3 separate regions of the Mus musculus genome follow, and regions 1 and 3 are each linked to region 2. A link is a contact called in public HiChIP or PLAC-seq and promoter capture Hi-C data. All regions are on one chromosome and are shown on one strand. The core of a region is the stretch at or near the end of the contact, and the rest is flanking DNA. Distances in the headings are between cores, read along the strand shown.

What was found. Promoter capture Hi-C pulls out the DNA fragments that hold promoters and counts their contacts. HiChIP or PLAC-seq counts read pairs in DNA pulled down with a chosen protein or histone mark.
Region 1: a promoter capture Hi-C map of the 3T3-L1 cell line shows a contact between it and region 2, with 5 times the contacts expected there. The contact joins the promoter of Pld1 here to the enhancer-like site in region 2. A contact is called at or near these places in 5 of 39 promoter capture datasets (the 3T3-L1 cell line, 3T3-L1-derived adipocytes, cranial neural crest and 1 more) and 3 of 9 other capture datasets (adipose tissue, embryonic stem cells and pancreatic islet).
Region 3: a contact with region 2 is called in an H3K27ac HiChIP or PLAC-seq map of heart atrium, with 2.9 times the contacts expected there. The contact joins two enhancer-like sites. A contact is called at or near these places in 4 of 39 promoter capture datasets (the 3T3-L1 cell line, embryonic stem cells and liver), 1 of 484 Hi-C or Micro-C datasets (nephron progenitors) and 1 of 115 datasets of contacts at active chromatin or transcription factors (heart atrium).

What each region holds. Positions count from the first base shown.
Region 1 is chr3:27,936,412-27,941,029 of GRCm38.p6, forward strand. It overlaps Pld1 (phospholipase D1), which reads left to right and starts at 2,269. Exons shown (of 27, transcript NM_001164056.1): 1 at 2,269-2,339.
Region 2 is chr3:27,629,007-27,633,931 of GRCm38.p6, forward strand. All of the region lies in intron 2 of Fndc3b (fibronectin type III domain containing 3B), which reads right to left. Among named protein-coding and RNA genes, the nearest start is that of Mir3092, 46 kb to the left of the region's middle. Within about 2 kb of position 2,330, at least 53 of the 459 cell types and tissues checked have an H3K27ac peak or open chromatin away from gene starts, as enhancers often do. A contact at or near this core is called in heart atrium, where this site is marked.
Region 3 is chr3:27,902,104-27,906,804 of GRCm38.p6, forward strand. No RefSeq gene overlaps it. Among named protein-coding and RNA genes, the nearest start is that of Gm42195, 4.2 kb to the left of the region's middle. Within about 2 kb of position 3,073, at least 30 of the 459 cell types and tissues checked have an H3K27ac peak or open chromatin away from gene starts, as enhancers often do. A contact at or near this core is called in heart atrium, where this site is marked.

The DNA.
Region 1 (4,618 bases), core at 1,019-3,518, 310 kb after region 2:
AATAAAGGTGCAAACATTATAAAGTAAACCTATATTCAGAAGAGAAGATGAAGTATTGAACATGTTTAGAAAAAAAATCTTGTGTGATCAAACTGCACATTTGAGATGTATTTCTATATTAGCTATTTTTCTCATCGCTATCACTAGCTGAGGAGCAGCTATAGAGAGGAAGGGTTCTTTTGGGCCACAGTGTGAGGTGTACAGTCCATCCTGGCAGGAAAGACCTGTGGCATAAGACTGGGGCAGCCAGTCACAGTGGCCTAATCTGGCTGATAATGAAGATTAAACACCACACGACTTGAGATCGAGACAGGGTTTCTTAGTCTGACCCGCCCCAACTCCAGTGTCTACCTCTGTAGGTCAGGCTGGCTCAAACAGGAGGAAACCCTCTTCTTGGTCGTTTGTTTTTCTTGACACCCCTGAAAAGAAATAGCTATCACAAACTCTCCAAGGAGTGTAACAATGATCTACAGGATTCTAGTATGTCTAAGATGCGTGTTCGCTAGGGCTTCACTTCCCTGTGGGGTGGTGACCTGTGGTAATCTTTTCACTTTCCTACCTTTTGGGGCAGAATTCCAGTCATTGTATGATAGTTGTCTTATTTATAATTACAATAGTAACAGAAAGACCTATTGTTATGTGTTGATGCCAAAAGTTTCAATGACGACTTTTAAGAAATCAGGATGTAATTTGTACAGCCTGGTGCTTCTCAACCAAATGTCTCACACCATCTAAAGACAAGCTTGTAAGAGTGCGGTTACTCCTAGGCACACACTTATCAAATCATCTGAAATTAATAAACTGGAGGAAGGGAGGAAGGAGACATATGCAGCTTTTCAGTTACTTCCTTGTTATATAGTCTTGCCAAACCCCTCTTAGGCAAGACCCTGTTTGCTCAGAAGGCTGTGCATATAATTGCAAAAATCTGTCAGAATCATAGGATTCAAAAGGCATCAATTATTTCTGTCAACAAGGAAAGAGTGACGGCTGCCCGACTCTGCAATCATTAGGAAAGATGTGCTCAAAAGAGAAGAATGCAGTCAGGGAGGGCTGGGCAGCTCCAGGTTACTTGAAAACTGAGCCCCGCGCTATAATTTCACTCCTCCTCTGTCTGGACAGAAATATTATATTTTTCATTTCATGCAGTGCCATGGGCATGGTAAGACATTATGTAACTGGGTCTGTCTCACTGTATAATACTCAATAAACAATTTCAAAAGACCAACAGCATCAGCAATTTGATGTACAGGAAACTAACTGTTGCATCTTTGGGTTTTGGCTGGAAGCAGTGTTGTGCAACCAGTTTTGGAACTGACTTGTGTTCAAAATTATATTCCCAAAGGATTGCTATTCACACCACCCAGCCACTGGATTTCCCTTGATGACGACTCTCTTAAGTGTATTAAAACGGCAAAGTTACTGTGCGGACAGTTCCATCGGGGTAATGGGACTTTCTCGTTCTCCTCCCATTTTATTTTTACTTTTCTCTCTAACATTTCTGAATTAGACCCAGTACTGATGGCAAGTGGGAGTGAGAAGTGTGAGGGCGATGTGTGACTGAGACAGGAGGATCATGTAGTTTGAGTTCTACCTGTTCTTCATGGCCAACCAGGTATACAGCAGAGACCTAACTTCAAACTAACCAACCGAACACTCGCCACAACACACACACACACACACACACACACACACACACACAGAGAGAGAGAGAGAGAGAGAGAGAGAGAGAGAGAGAGAGAGAGAGAGAGAAGGGGGGTCTGGGGGGACAAGCACGGGCAGTTTTGGGGACTGAAGAGATTGCTGGCTCCAGCAAGCTTAGGGTCAGGCTGGTTCTTTACTTGCCAGCCTCAGTTTCCTTATAAACAGGCAATAACACCTACCAAGACCTACCCGTGGGATTTGCAGGAAGGCCACAGTTGACCTCTACAAAGCCCCTAATTAAGCAAGTCACTTCAGGGCAGGAATATTTCACCAGTTGGCTCGCTGTTGGCTTGTAACTTGCGGGCCAGTCTTGGACAAGGATTGGGCTCAGAGACCAGGGAAGTGAACTTGGTAAGAACAACGCCTGCGTGCGCCCCTGCGCCCCGCGGATAACTGTGGCTGAGTTAGGACACTTGGACAGAAGAAAGTGTTAGAACCGAGGCATGGAGGAAGGCCGGCGGCAGAGGCTGTCACCGAGGCTGGCCGGCGCCGCCCCGCCCCACCCTGCAGACCGGCCGAGTTCCGGGCGGCGAGTCCCAGCGCCCGCCCTTCTTCCGCGGCCCCAGCTGCGCCAGCTGCGCGGGGACCCCCGAAGTCGCCGCCGCCGCAGAGTGTGTGCCCGCGCCCCAGGCCCGCAGGTAGGAGCTGCCGGGGCCAGGCTTGCGGGACTTCTGAGCCCGCAGGACGTTCGCGGTCCTCGTGCTTCATCCCGCCTCTCTTGCCCCTCTCACCAGCCCTGTCCCTGAAGTTCCCTTGGGAACCCTGGAGTCCCTCCCATAGTCTTAATTCCTGTAGTGTCTGCGCTGGCAAGAGCCGCGCGCACACTGACCGCAGGCGAGGACCGCTACCCTGAGAGCAGAGCCGGGTCAGCTGCTGATGTCCTAGCCCCACTCCACTCTCAAGTCCCTGCAGATCCGGGGCGTCCTCTGTAGGATGCACCCCACCCCACCTCCTCGGGTCCCGGGCTCAGTAGATTTGTTCGCTCCCGCTAGATCGTCCCGCGCTCCCTGAGCTCCTTAGCACTGTGGGCTGACCGGGATGGCGACAGCACCAACATCCCGGACCAACCAGGAAGTGCTGCATTCCAGTGGCTTAGAGTCCAGCTGAAGCACAGTGCCGGGCGCCGAGCCACACAGCTGCTGCCTCGGGGCCAAAGATGTGCTGTGCTGAAGTGGAGGAGGGACAGGGGTAGCAATTAAAAGAAAGGCCTGTGTTAGGCAGTTGCTATTTTAGCTCCGACCCAAGATGTTTGGGACTGACTGTTCCGGGTCAGGGAGGGACCTTAGGAGGTCTCTAAGCCATGGGACGGTTTGTTTGAAACAGTCTTCTGTAGCTCAGGCTGCACTCAAAGGCTATGTAGCCAAGGATGACATTCCTGGCCCTCCTGCTTCCATCTCTTAAGTACAGGTCAAGACTTAGAATTTGGCCAGCCCTTTCCCCCATACCCTAGGGCTACCTGCCACGCCTACGTTTGCCTTCCTCACCCCCGCCTCCCAATCTCAGATCACTGCCAGCGGCCTTCTTTCATGAAGCTCAAAACATAATCTTAAGGACCACAGGAGCTTCTGCATTCGACCATTTCTAGATCTTTCCACAGGACGAAGAGCGCTCTTAGACAGCCAGGCCCACCAATTTCAGCTTAGCCAACTCCTTATGACCTTCCCAGGGCCTCTGGAGACTAGCTACCCAGGAAATTCAGAGAGATATTCAGAAGTCCTGACCTGTCAGAGGTGCTGTCAAGGAAGCCTGACGGGTGCAGAGAGCCTAGTTTGAACTAGTCTGTTATGCCTACTTATGCAAGAATCTCTTTCCATAGTACGTGCTTTGTGGCCCACGAGTGAGTTTGTACTCAACTGTTTAGCTTGAATTTGTAAGCAGCCTTTAAATGGTGTGTGGGGACCTTTTAAATGGTTATGTAAGCGGGTATCTGAATTTTTATGAGCCAGTACAATTAGCTTTTCAAATAAATAGTGCGAGTGGAGAAGGTTTTGAGGAGATGGTGTCCTTGCTGTGTTGTTTCTGGCATCAGCGTTTTACACACACTGGTGTTAAGTTCTCTACAGGCTCATTTAGGTTGATTGATTTACTGATAACTAGATGAGTACTGCCTAGTTAATGGACAGCCTGCTCATCAGACCTTTACCGAGAATGCATTTGTGTATGGTCTTAGTATGTAGTATGAATGCTCTTATGCAACTCTGTATGAGAAAAGCATTACACTGACAATTCACCTACCTCTAATTTCAACATGTTTTAAGGATTTATTTTATTTTTAATGATGTGAATATGCTGGCCTGGGTGTGGGTTATGTGCATATGGTGCCTAAGAAGGCCAGAAGAGGCTGTTGCTCAAACTGGGCGCTGTGAACAGGACTCAGATGCTAAGGAAAGGCAGGATGTGCTCCTAATGGCTGGGCCATCGCTTCAGTCCCATTTCTACCCTTTTTCATTTTTTTTTAATTTTAAGTTTTATTTTTATTTTATCAAAATAGACACGTAACTTTGCCATCTTTACAATTTAAAAATAGATGTTTGATCGCACAGCTCTGCCAGTGTGCTACCATCTCCCCCCAGTCCATTCCCAAAGGACTTCTCGACTTCCTTACAAGGTTTAGTAACACTTATTAATAAAGACTGCATTGCAAGCTTCAGTTTTCTCACTGAGTAAGGTTGGATTCTTTTCACAGAGCTTTAAAGAAATTTTATATAGTCTCTTGTATGACCCTGGATGGAACTCACTCTGCTGGTGGCGATTCCTATGAATTATCCATCTTTCTGCCTTTGCTTCTACCTCCCAAATGCTGGAAGTGTAGGGCTGCATTATCATCCCCAGCTCAAGAAAGACACTTTTTTTTCTATATAGCTCAGGCGAGCCTCTCTTTAACTCGCTGGGTTGCAGAAGGTGACTTATGCTTTTG
Region 2 (4,925 bases), core at 1,080-3,579:
CCACACGACTTCTTCAGGTCCAAAGTTAATCATATCTCTAGAAGATCTACTTTCATTCCAGAGTAATTTCATTTCAAACTAGTTAAGTGAGTTTGCTTCCTCGTTTCTTGACATTATAATTTAACCTTTATCATATTATACATACTCAAAAAGAAGACGGAATCCAAACTGCAAATAAGAAAAAGCCATCTCCTAAGCTGAGGATATACCTCACTAAAATGTTTGCTATACACACACAGAGAGACAGAGAGAGAGAGAGAGGGAGAGAGAGAGAGAGAGAGAGAAGAGGACAGGGTGGGGGTGGGGGTGGGAGGGAGAATAGATCTCCTGAAGTTCAATATTCCGACTGAAAATAAAAAATAGCCCTCAGGCCTATCCATGTGCCAACCCTAAGAACAAGCTCCCATGCACATGAGCTTCTTTCCCTGTGGGTGAGGGTCAGGCCAGAGCTGCTTTCTCGGGAGCACTTAAAGGGTGTACATATTGAGTCATTAGCCACTCTCCGCTAACCAACTTAGGCATAACCATGGATCTAAGGATACCAGGATACAGTTAAAAGAGCCAGTCTAAAAGATGGAGGCTTGGTCCCAGGTAGGAGGCCCCACCACGTGGCCCACTTGACCTCCAAAGCCCTTATTTCCTCACTATAGAAAACAGAGACTACTTCCCCACTTCACACAGGAACAGGCCTCGCCTGGTTAGTAGCTATGACTAATACTTCTTACCATGGACAAGTTGGAGTTAAGTGAAGGAGATTAAAGAAAAACAGTTTACCAAATTTGCCATGTTTCACATTATCCCTAAAATCTAAACTTCCACAGGTACTCTCTCTGACTCAGTGTCTGCTCTCTAACTCTGGCTCTCTGGTTGCACCTGCCAAGCATGCGCATTTCAGGCTCCGGTCGGCCTCCCTGGATCCTGGCAAGATGGTGAGCCTGGCATCCACTTGCAAAGGTTCTGAAATCTAAGCGCCTTATGGCTTTGGAACAATTCAACCTGCCTAGAGACACTTCTAACTAAGATTGTCATAATGCGAGCCATCAATAAAGGGTTGCTGACTTGTGAATCCAGGAGAGGGGTCCTATCTGGCTGCTTTGTGTTTCAGTTCTTACTTTCAGATATTTTGTATTAGTATCTTAATTGAGATTAAGCAACATACCATACAGTTTATGCACGTGAAGTATTTTTGGTACACTCACATAGTTGGTACCCATGACGCAAAACATGGTAGGAGATTTCCAACACCCCATCTTCCTCAGTTCCTCCAGCCCTTACATGTACTTCTGGTCGGTCTCACGGTGGATCTTATTATACAAAGACAAAAATACCACAATGCAAAGGAATCCTTTCACTTAGCAATGAGTTGTCCAGGCTGTCCATGTCATCTCATTCATTTCTTTTTCTCTCCTACGTAATATTCCATTTTTAAATATACTACATTTGGCTCATCTTTTCATCAGTTAATTTACATTTGATTTGCTTCTAAAACTCTTGGTTGTTCTGCATAATTGTGCTCTGAATATTCATAGTCCAGTTTCTGTGGGATACTAAAGGCCATTTCTCTTGAATATGTTTGAGATAACATAACGTATAATTAAGGTTTTTGGAAGACTGTACAGCAGAAGCACCTGGCACTGTAGCTGTCCTCTCAAAGCGCACTGAAGATGTCAACTCAGATCCCTCAGGATGCTTCAAGCATTCTTAACTCTTTGATAGGTTACCCACCATACGTGGAAGAAAGACCTAAACAGTTACACATATGGATACCCCAGAGAAAAACGTTTATACAAATGGATACCTAGGATTACAAAGTTTAAGGTTGGGTGTGCTGCCAAGTCTAGCATATGGAAGGTGGAGGCAGGATCAGGAGGTCTAAGCCAGCCTTGGCTACAAAGTGAGTCCAAGGATAGGCTTGGCTACATAAGACCCTGTCTGTGGAAAAACAAAAAACAAAAAACAGAGCTAAAGTGTTGGGGATGAAGATATGCTATAGCAGTAAAAATTCATCCAACAGGTTCAAGCCTGTCACCGTGGAGGTGGGGCTTAGATACAATGCTGTCCAGTTAGTTTTCCTTTTTGTGTTAGAGTGCAGGGGCCCCCTCCCTAAGGAACGGATGGAAGTCCAGACACGGTACACTCCTAGTCTCAGAAGCACAAGGACCTTCTGGCATGCGAAGGCCAACATGCACATCACCAATCCGCCTGATTCCTCCCTCTCTCTGCACTAAGATCAAATTCAGGACAGACACCAGGCTCTGCGGAGTGCAAAGGAAAACTGTGACAAAGATTTTCCAGCCTCCCTGCCCCTCCTCCCCACGAGCCCTCAGTGCACACAAGCACATAGCTGATTCTCTGCACATCTAATTTGGGGCCAGCTGATGTACCATGACATCAGTGCAGCACAGTGAGCCAAGTTTAAACTCCATCTGGGACAAATAATGTCCAGGCCCGCTGGGACTTCTCTTGTTTATATACACTGACTAAAGATGTCTTGGTGGTAAATGAACCAACTCTCCAGACTTATTTCCCAAGGCATCCAGAACAATATTCTGCACCCTGAAGCAACTCCCTGCTTAGAGTTCTTTCCAAGGCTGTGCGTAAGTGATTTTTAACAGAACACATGATTTTGGAACATGTAATTAACATCTTGAGGAGAGTCAAAGTCCAAGCAGCCCTTTCTTGATCTGAAACAAAGAGAATGAGGAACCCGCTAGCGAGTGGGTGTGGTGAGGGTAGGATAGTTCAACCAAACCCCACATGACACTGAATCCTACCTCCGCGGAAGACCTGCGGCCTCCTGAAGACCAGCGAGGAAAGCTTTTAAGGTACAGTGGCGTGGCTGAGAGGTCACGTCCCTTCCTTTTGAAGACCAAAACCCAGTTTGTGTTTTTAGCCTGGCATTACATAGAGGAACCATTACAAATTCAGGAAGAAAAACAAATCACCTAATATTCAAGTCTTTTTTCTTTTCTCTCATTTCTTGGGGGGGTGGGGTGCGGTGGGGTCAGGGGTCAGAAGATGGAGTTTCTCTTGTAGCCCTGGCTGTCCTGGAACTCTGTAGACCAGGCTGGCTTCAAACTCAGACATCTGCCTGCCTCTGCCTCCTGAGTGTTAAGATTAAAGGCATGTGCCACCACCAGAACCCTGGCTAGTTCCAAGTCTTACACAGAGGTCTCCTGAGTCTCCAAACCTGCCTCTACTGTGACTCGCCTCTTAAGTGAAAATGAAGGGTGGGTTTGGAAGGAAAGCAGAGGTGAGAGGCCCCTGCCCACTCACCCACACCCTCAAGGAAGAGTCCCAGTTCGCTGCTCACCAGAACTCTCACAGTGCTGACCTCAAAAGGGAACTGCTGACCATCTCAGGGAAAGAATCATTCCTTGTAAAACTTCTGGGACCCGACAGAGACCTGGGCTGGAATCTGAAAAGCCTTGATTCCCACTTCAATTCCAAAGGAAAAATCAAGCCTCCAGACACTCTCATTGTGGCTTGGATCTCATGTCGCAGAGCCAGTCACTTAGTCACTTGCCAGGTCTTGAAAATAACATAGGGATCCTAACTACAAGAACTAATGAAGGGGTACATGGGGGGAGGGAGGGAAGGAGGGAGGGAGGAGGAGGAGGAGGAGGAGGAGGAGGAGGAGAGAGAGAAAGAGAGAGAGAGAGAGAGAGAGCATGAATATTCTCTTTTGCACATACATACTTGTGAAGACCAGAGTCTGTATTAGGTACCTTCCTCTACTGGCTCTCTTCCTTATTTTCTGAGATATGGTCTCTCCCTGAACTCACAGCTCACCAACGGATCAGCACAGCAAACTAATGGGGTCCTCCGATCCACTTGTCTTCAACTCCCTGACTCCCAAATACTAGAATGTCAGGTGTGACCATGCCTAGCTTTTACAAGGGTAGTGGAGATACAAACTCAGGTTCTCGCTTATGTGACACACCAGGTGCTTTAGCCACTAAGCCCTCTCCCCAAAGCCAAGAGGAACAGTAAACTGTGTAATATATTACCATGCAAAACTCCATCTAACTGCCTACCTGCACAATACAGATAAAAAAGGGCACAAGCCAGGCATATCTTCCTTCTTGGAACTTCCTAGAAGAGGCCCTGGGTGAGATCAAGTCCCAGCCATGTGACTTGCCAGCTGCAAACCCTTAACCTTTCTCCCCTCAAGCTTAGCCTAGAAATATGCAGGCCTTCACCTTACATGCTATGTGACCACTAAATGATGAACTAAGTAAGGGCTTAGCATAGACTCTACCCCAGCAGAAGCCCTCAGCTATGACCGTCCCTTCCCTTGCTTCGGGAGAAGCAAAGAAAGCAAACTTTGAAATAAAATTCACACTTTGCAACAGCTCAAGTCACTGTCTATAAGCATCCACTCAATTAAAAGTTGTTGAGACTAGAATTTTTCCAGTGCCCAGCAAGCTTACAAATCCCACTTGAACTTGAAGGAAACCAAGGGTCTAAGTAAACACATCTGACCTTTATCTTATCTATTGCATTGCTAAAACAAGAGAATATGTTCAAGAGGCAAATTCAGACTTTTATCCTAAGTATCCCTGAGCTACCCCAGAGTAACCAACACAGAACCAGCCACTGTCCCTCTTGCCAGAAGGTCCTCATCCCTGGCATGTTGTCTTCAAGACAAGTTCACTGAGGGGTTGAAGTAGCCTGGGGCAGAAGGACAGTTACTGGGAGGTAGGAGGGTGTGAAACATCCAACCACAGCAACCCACTTCACAAATAGAAGAGAGTCTAAGAAGTAATGCCACAGGGATACCCACTATTGGTAGAAGGTATCCTCTACCATCCAAGTCTATACTCCACTAATACCCCAGGTCCTTAAAAACTGCTACAGCTTATATAAATTTATAAAAATTTAATTGTGGGGGGCTGGAGAGATGGCTCAGCCATTTAAGAGCA
Region 3 (4,701 bases), core at 1,823-4,322, 270 kb after region 2:
CCCATCTTCCTGAGAAGAGCCCGAAAGCAAAGACTGGGTAGAACAGACACCTACAAAAAAAAATGATCATTCTTTACTGACTAACTTTGTTGTTTGATAATCTCATACATGCACGTAATGTATTCCGATTACTCTCTTCCCCACCCCCACATTATTTCCCTCCCTTCTCTTTCACCCCTACCACATAACATACCACAACCAGTCCCTCTCCCAGGCTCATGACTTTCAGTTTAGTCCTGTGACCTATTTAGTTAACCAGCTCTGTGACTGGATTAGAAATAGCAATGGGGTCTGGTAGGGTTATGTATGGGTGGGTACACAGAAATGCACAATGACTGCCCATCTCTCGAATTGTATTAGTAGTAAGTGGTTCAGCAGCGAGGGCAGAACGCCGCAGCCCTCCTCCATCCATACCTGACAGCTGAATGGTCCACTCTTGTACTCACCCAACGCAGGCAGCTGCTGCCAGTTCATATTGCCATGGCTCTGTCTCCTCGGTTGCCATTTTGTAGCCCTTCTCCCTGTCTTCCACCTTTCCCCTTTTTATCTGACTCCTCTTCTTCAGTGTTCTCTGAGCCTCAAACAGGATTGTATAAAAGTCTTTTGGACCTCTAGAAATTTGTGATCAGTGTGGAAACAAAGTCCTTTTTCTGTACTTTCCAGGTGGGAAAGCCAGGCAAGGTAGAGTGTTATAAAGGAAGCCAGATGAGGCACAGGTGTTACAAAGGAAGCCAGGTGAGGCACAGGTGTTATAAAGGAAGCCAGGTGAGGCTCAGGTGTTATAAGGGAAGCCAGGTGAGGTGCAGGTAGGTGTTAAAATAATTCGTCTCATGCCTTCAGCCACCAGTTTCTCTGCTCAAAGCTCCCTCACAGTGATGGTCTCACTCAGTGTTCCATCTCCACCCCCACTATTCTTGGGGCTCTATTACTTTTTTTGTGAACAAATTTCTGACAGGAAGAAAACTTGGGGGAGGGCCAACCTGTCTGGGCTCACCCCTGAAGGTGACATGGCCTACTATGGTGACTATAGTGGAGGTAGCTGGTCCCACTGCAGTAGCAGTCAGGAAGCAAAAGGTCAACAGAGAGGGGACAGAGATGAGGACAAGGCTATAAAATCTCAAGACCTGTCCCATTGACTCCCTTCCTTTAGTGAGGCTCCATTTTCTAAAGGTTCCACAACTAATCCACCAGCTGGAGACCAAGTATTTAGATTACATGAGTCTGTGGAGTTTACTTCAAATGATGGCATGACTTTATCGTACTGATTTTATTCTCATAGCTCTTGGCTTACGTGCTAATTGTGTCTTCCCCACTAGAGTGGAGCTCTGTGAATGCAAAGCCTTTGTTTTAGTTACTGCATACCAGAAACAAGAACACTATCCAGCCTGGAGTACATGATGAGGGTAGACTGGTGGGCTGAAAGAGAATCATTAAATGAACGAGGCTGTGTCTCTCACAGTTGCTAGTGCATGTAAGCTATCTGCTATAGAAGCCAGTTCTGCAGTTCTTCCCTGAGAGACACATGATTCCTGCTCCCTTGAACCCCTCCAGCTTCTCCTCTCTGAAAACCCACATGGAGGCACAAGCGTTGTCTTCAGGGAGAGCTAAACCAGTTGGGAAACTGCACTGGGAATACATCATTTGTGCATCAGATACAGGCATAGGGGAAAGGCACATTGAAGTAAGCATGCTGGGATTGCCTTAACCCTGCTGTATGGGCACCAGCATAAAATCACATAACTTGGTGGTGAACAGAAGAAGGCACAAGTCACAGACTAGCCTCTCAAGAGTCCAGCGAGGACTGTCACCTCTGAGTAAGAGCTCTGATGGGCAGTTCTTTAATCTACTAGTGATGCTGATCTGAAATCTAGCCCCTGCTCATGGTAATCAAACAGGGTGGGGGACAGAGTCAGTTGTTTGCCTAGCATGTGTGAAGCCTTGAGTTCCATCCCCTGCACTGAACAAACCTCATGTGGTGGTATGTATGTCATATAGGCAGGAGAATTAGATCAGTCATCTTCAGCCACATAGAGAGTTCAAAGCCAGCCTCCGGTGCCTACGATCCTGACAGGAAAGAAGGAAGGAAGGAAGGAAGGAAGGAAGGAAGGAAGGAAGGAAGGGAGGGAGGGAGGGAGGGAGGGGGGAAGGAAAAAAGAAAGAAAGAAAGAAAGAAAGAAAGAAAGAAAGAAAGAAAGAAAGAAAGAGAAAGAAAGAAAGAAAGAAAGAAAGAAAGAAAGAAAGAGGAAGGAAGGAAGAAGGGAGGGAGGGAGGGAGGGAGGGAGGGAGGGAGGGAGGAAAGACAAGAAAGGAAGACAGAGAAAGGAAGAGAGAGAAGAGAAGACAAGCAAGGGAATTGAACTGTGCAAACTCTTTGTCCTACTGTATCTCCATACAGATGATATCATAATTGTCATAATATTTTCTGAGATGAAGAAATTGGTAATATGAACATAGCATTTAGGTTATTAGGAGCTAGGTCTCATTACAAGCATCATGCTTTGGTGGCATATCTATGGTATTAGCACTGTATAGAAAGGCTAGTAATGTTTACTTTTCAACCCACCCAGATTTCCATCCTTGCTGTTTGTTTGTTTCCACAACAGAAAAGAAAAACCACAACAAAAGAGCATTTGAGTAACTTCCATATGACAAAGCATTCACATTTTTTTCTCACTGTCTATACAAAACAAACTGACAAAGCTGGGGCCAAGCAAGGCCACCTTATCTAACAAGAGAGCTCACGGAAACGGGTGTGTTACTAACAGTGGAAAGCACGAAGGGGTAAGCCAACTGGAGAGTCTCAGGCGGACATTAAGAACTAGCCATGCTTAGCCTGTCATTTCATGGACTGAATCCATTGTTAAACTCCCAAGAAAAAGCATCCAATGGCCGCCAGTTCTGGCCTTCCAGGGTCAGCTGTTAGCACCTCTCTGCTCTCTCCTTGTTTAGCACGGGGTGCCGCTCTGCTGCTATTTATAGACAGGTGGCAGGAACCTAACCTCCCAGTTATAGTCGCTCTCAACCATCCTCTGCCAGCACAGCCATTGTCACGTTCTGCTTCCTCTGAATGGAGCAGGTGTGACTCACCGTGCCCATTGAAACAGCAGCCCTGGGAAGGAGTGATCGATACGTGCTCGGAAAGGCTGGCCCAAAGTTAAATTTTTGTAATTGTCCTAATTCAAATATTTACTTAAAGTCTGTTTTTATATTATGTGCAGTTCAAGGGGAATGACATTGTCAGCTGTGCATTTCCTGGAACTGACTGACTGCCACAAGGCCACAGATAAAGTTTGTTTATAGAAAAACAAAATATGAAATAGAAATAACACTGTCCTGGTTGTGGGTTTGTGCTCCCACACACACTGGAGGGAGGGAGGAAGACACCCTACAACCTTTCCTCTACTGACAAAAGGCAAAGATGCTTTCACCCCATCTAGTGACGGAGAGCCACCATCCTGAGACAGTGTATCAGCTGCCTTCCCCATTGCTGTGCCCTGAAACTTGACAAGAACTATCATTAGCAAAGAAGGGTGTATCTTGCCTGCCGGTTTAAGGGGATACAGAACATCACAGCAGGGGACATGTGGTGACGGGGGGGGGGGGGGGGTGTCTTGTCACACTGTATTTACAGCCAGGATGTGGGGTGACGGATGCTGCTCTTTAGCCGACTGTCACCTCTTAATTAAATCGTGGGACCCCTAACCCTACGCAGTGGCATCACCCACATTTAGGATGTTAACTTAATTCAGTATAGAAACTCCCGGTTTTCCTCAGATAATTGTCTGCTAGGAACTCCAGACGCTCCCAAGTTGACAATAGTAAGTGTCATAGAAAGTCTAGGACAAAAGCAGATTTTCAATTTACCTTTAAGCTTTAACGACCCAGAGTTGTGGTGGCCGAGGTGGGAGAGTTGCCATGAATCCTGGGCTACAGTGTCTCAAAGAAGGAGGCAGACAAATGGATTCAACTCTTCCGTGTAAGTGAGTCCTCAGCCTGGTTACCTGGTTCTGTGAGCTTGGATAAATTCAGGCTGGCTTGGCACAGCGCGGAGGCTCGAGGCCTACAAGTTGCTTGTGTGTAACTACTTGATAAGTGAAAACCTTCCTGGATATACGGAACAAAACCACATGCAGCTTATAGCTGCTCTCCATGTTATTACTTCCTATTTTCATTATTTATCAGTTATTGTTTTTCTGATAATGTTAAGTAGGCAACATGCTCATAGCACTCCTAGAGTTTGGCTTTTCTTTCATTGTATTGTTTTGTTAGTGGTATTGGATATTGAAGCCTTAGGCAGGGCCTTATGCATGCTAACCACACAGACTTCTGTTGTAGTACACCCCTATCCCTAGCTTCCTTGCTGATAGAAAACATGTGTATGTGTATGTGTGTGTGGGGGGGCTGGTGGCTAAGGAGATGGTGCAGGTGGTAAAATGCTTGCCATGTAAGCGGAGGATCTACCATGTTTTAAAAAGGCCAGTGTGTCTTTCCTTTACTCTCCAGCAGTAGAAGCACTGGGGCGGCATAGGCAGGAGGACCCTTGGGGCTAGCTGGCCAGCCAGCGTAACTAAATCGGTGAGCTCCAGGTCCAGTGATTCAGTTTCAAAAGCTAGAGAGTGACTGAGGAAGACTCCTAATGTCAAGCTCTGGCCTCCACACACGTGTACACACACACACACACACACACACACACACACACAC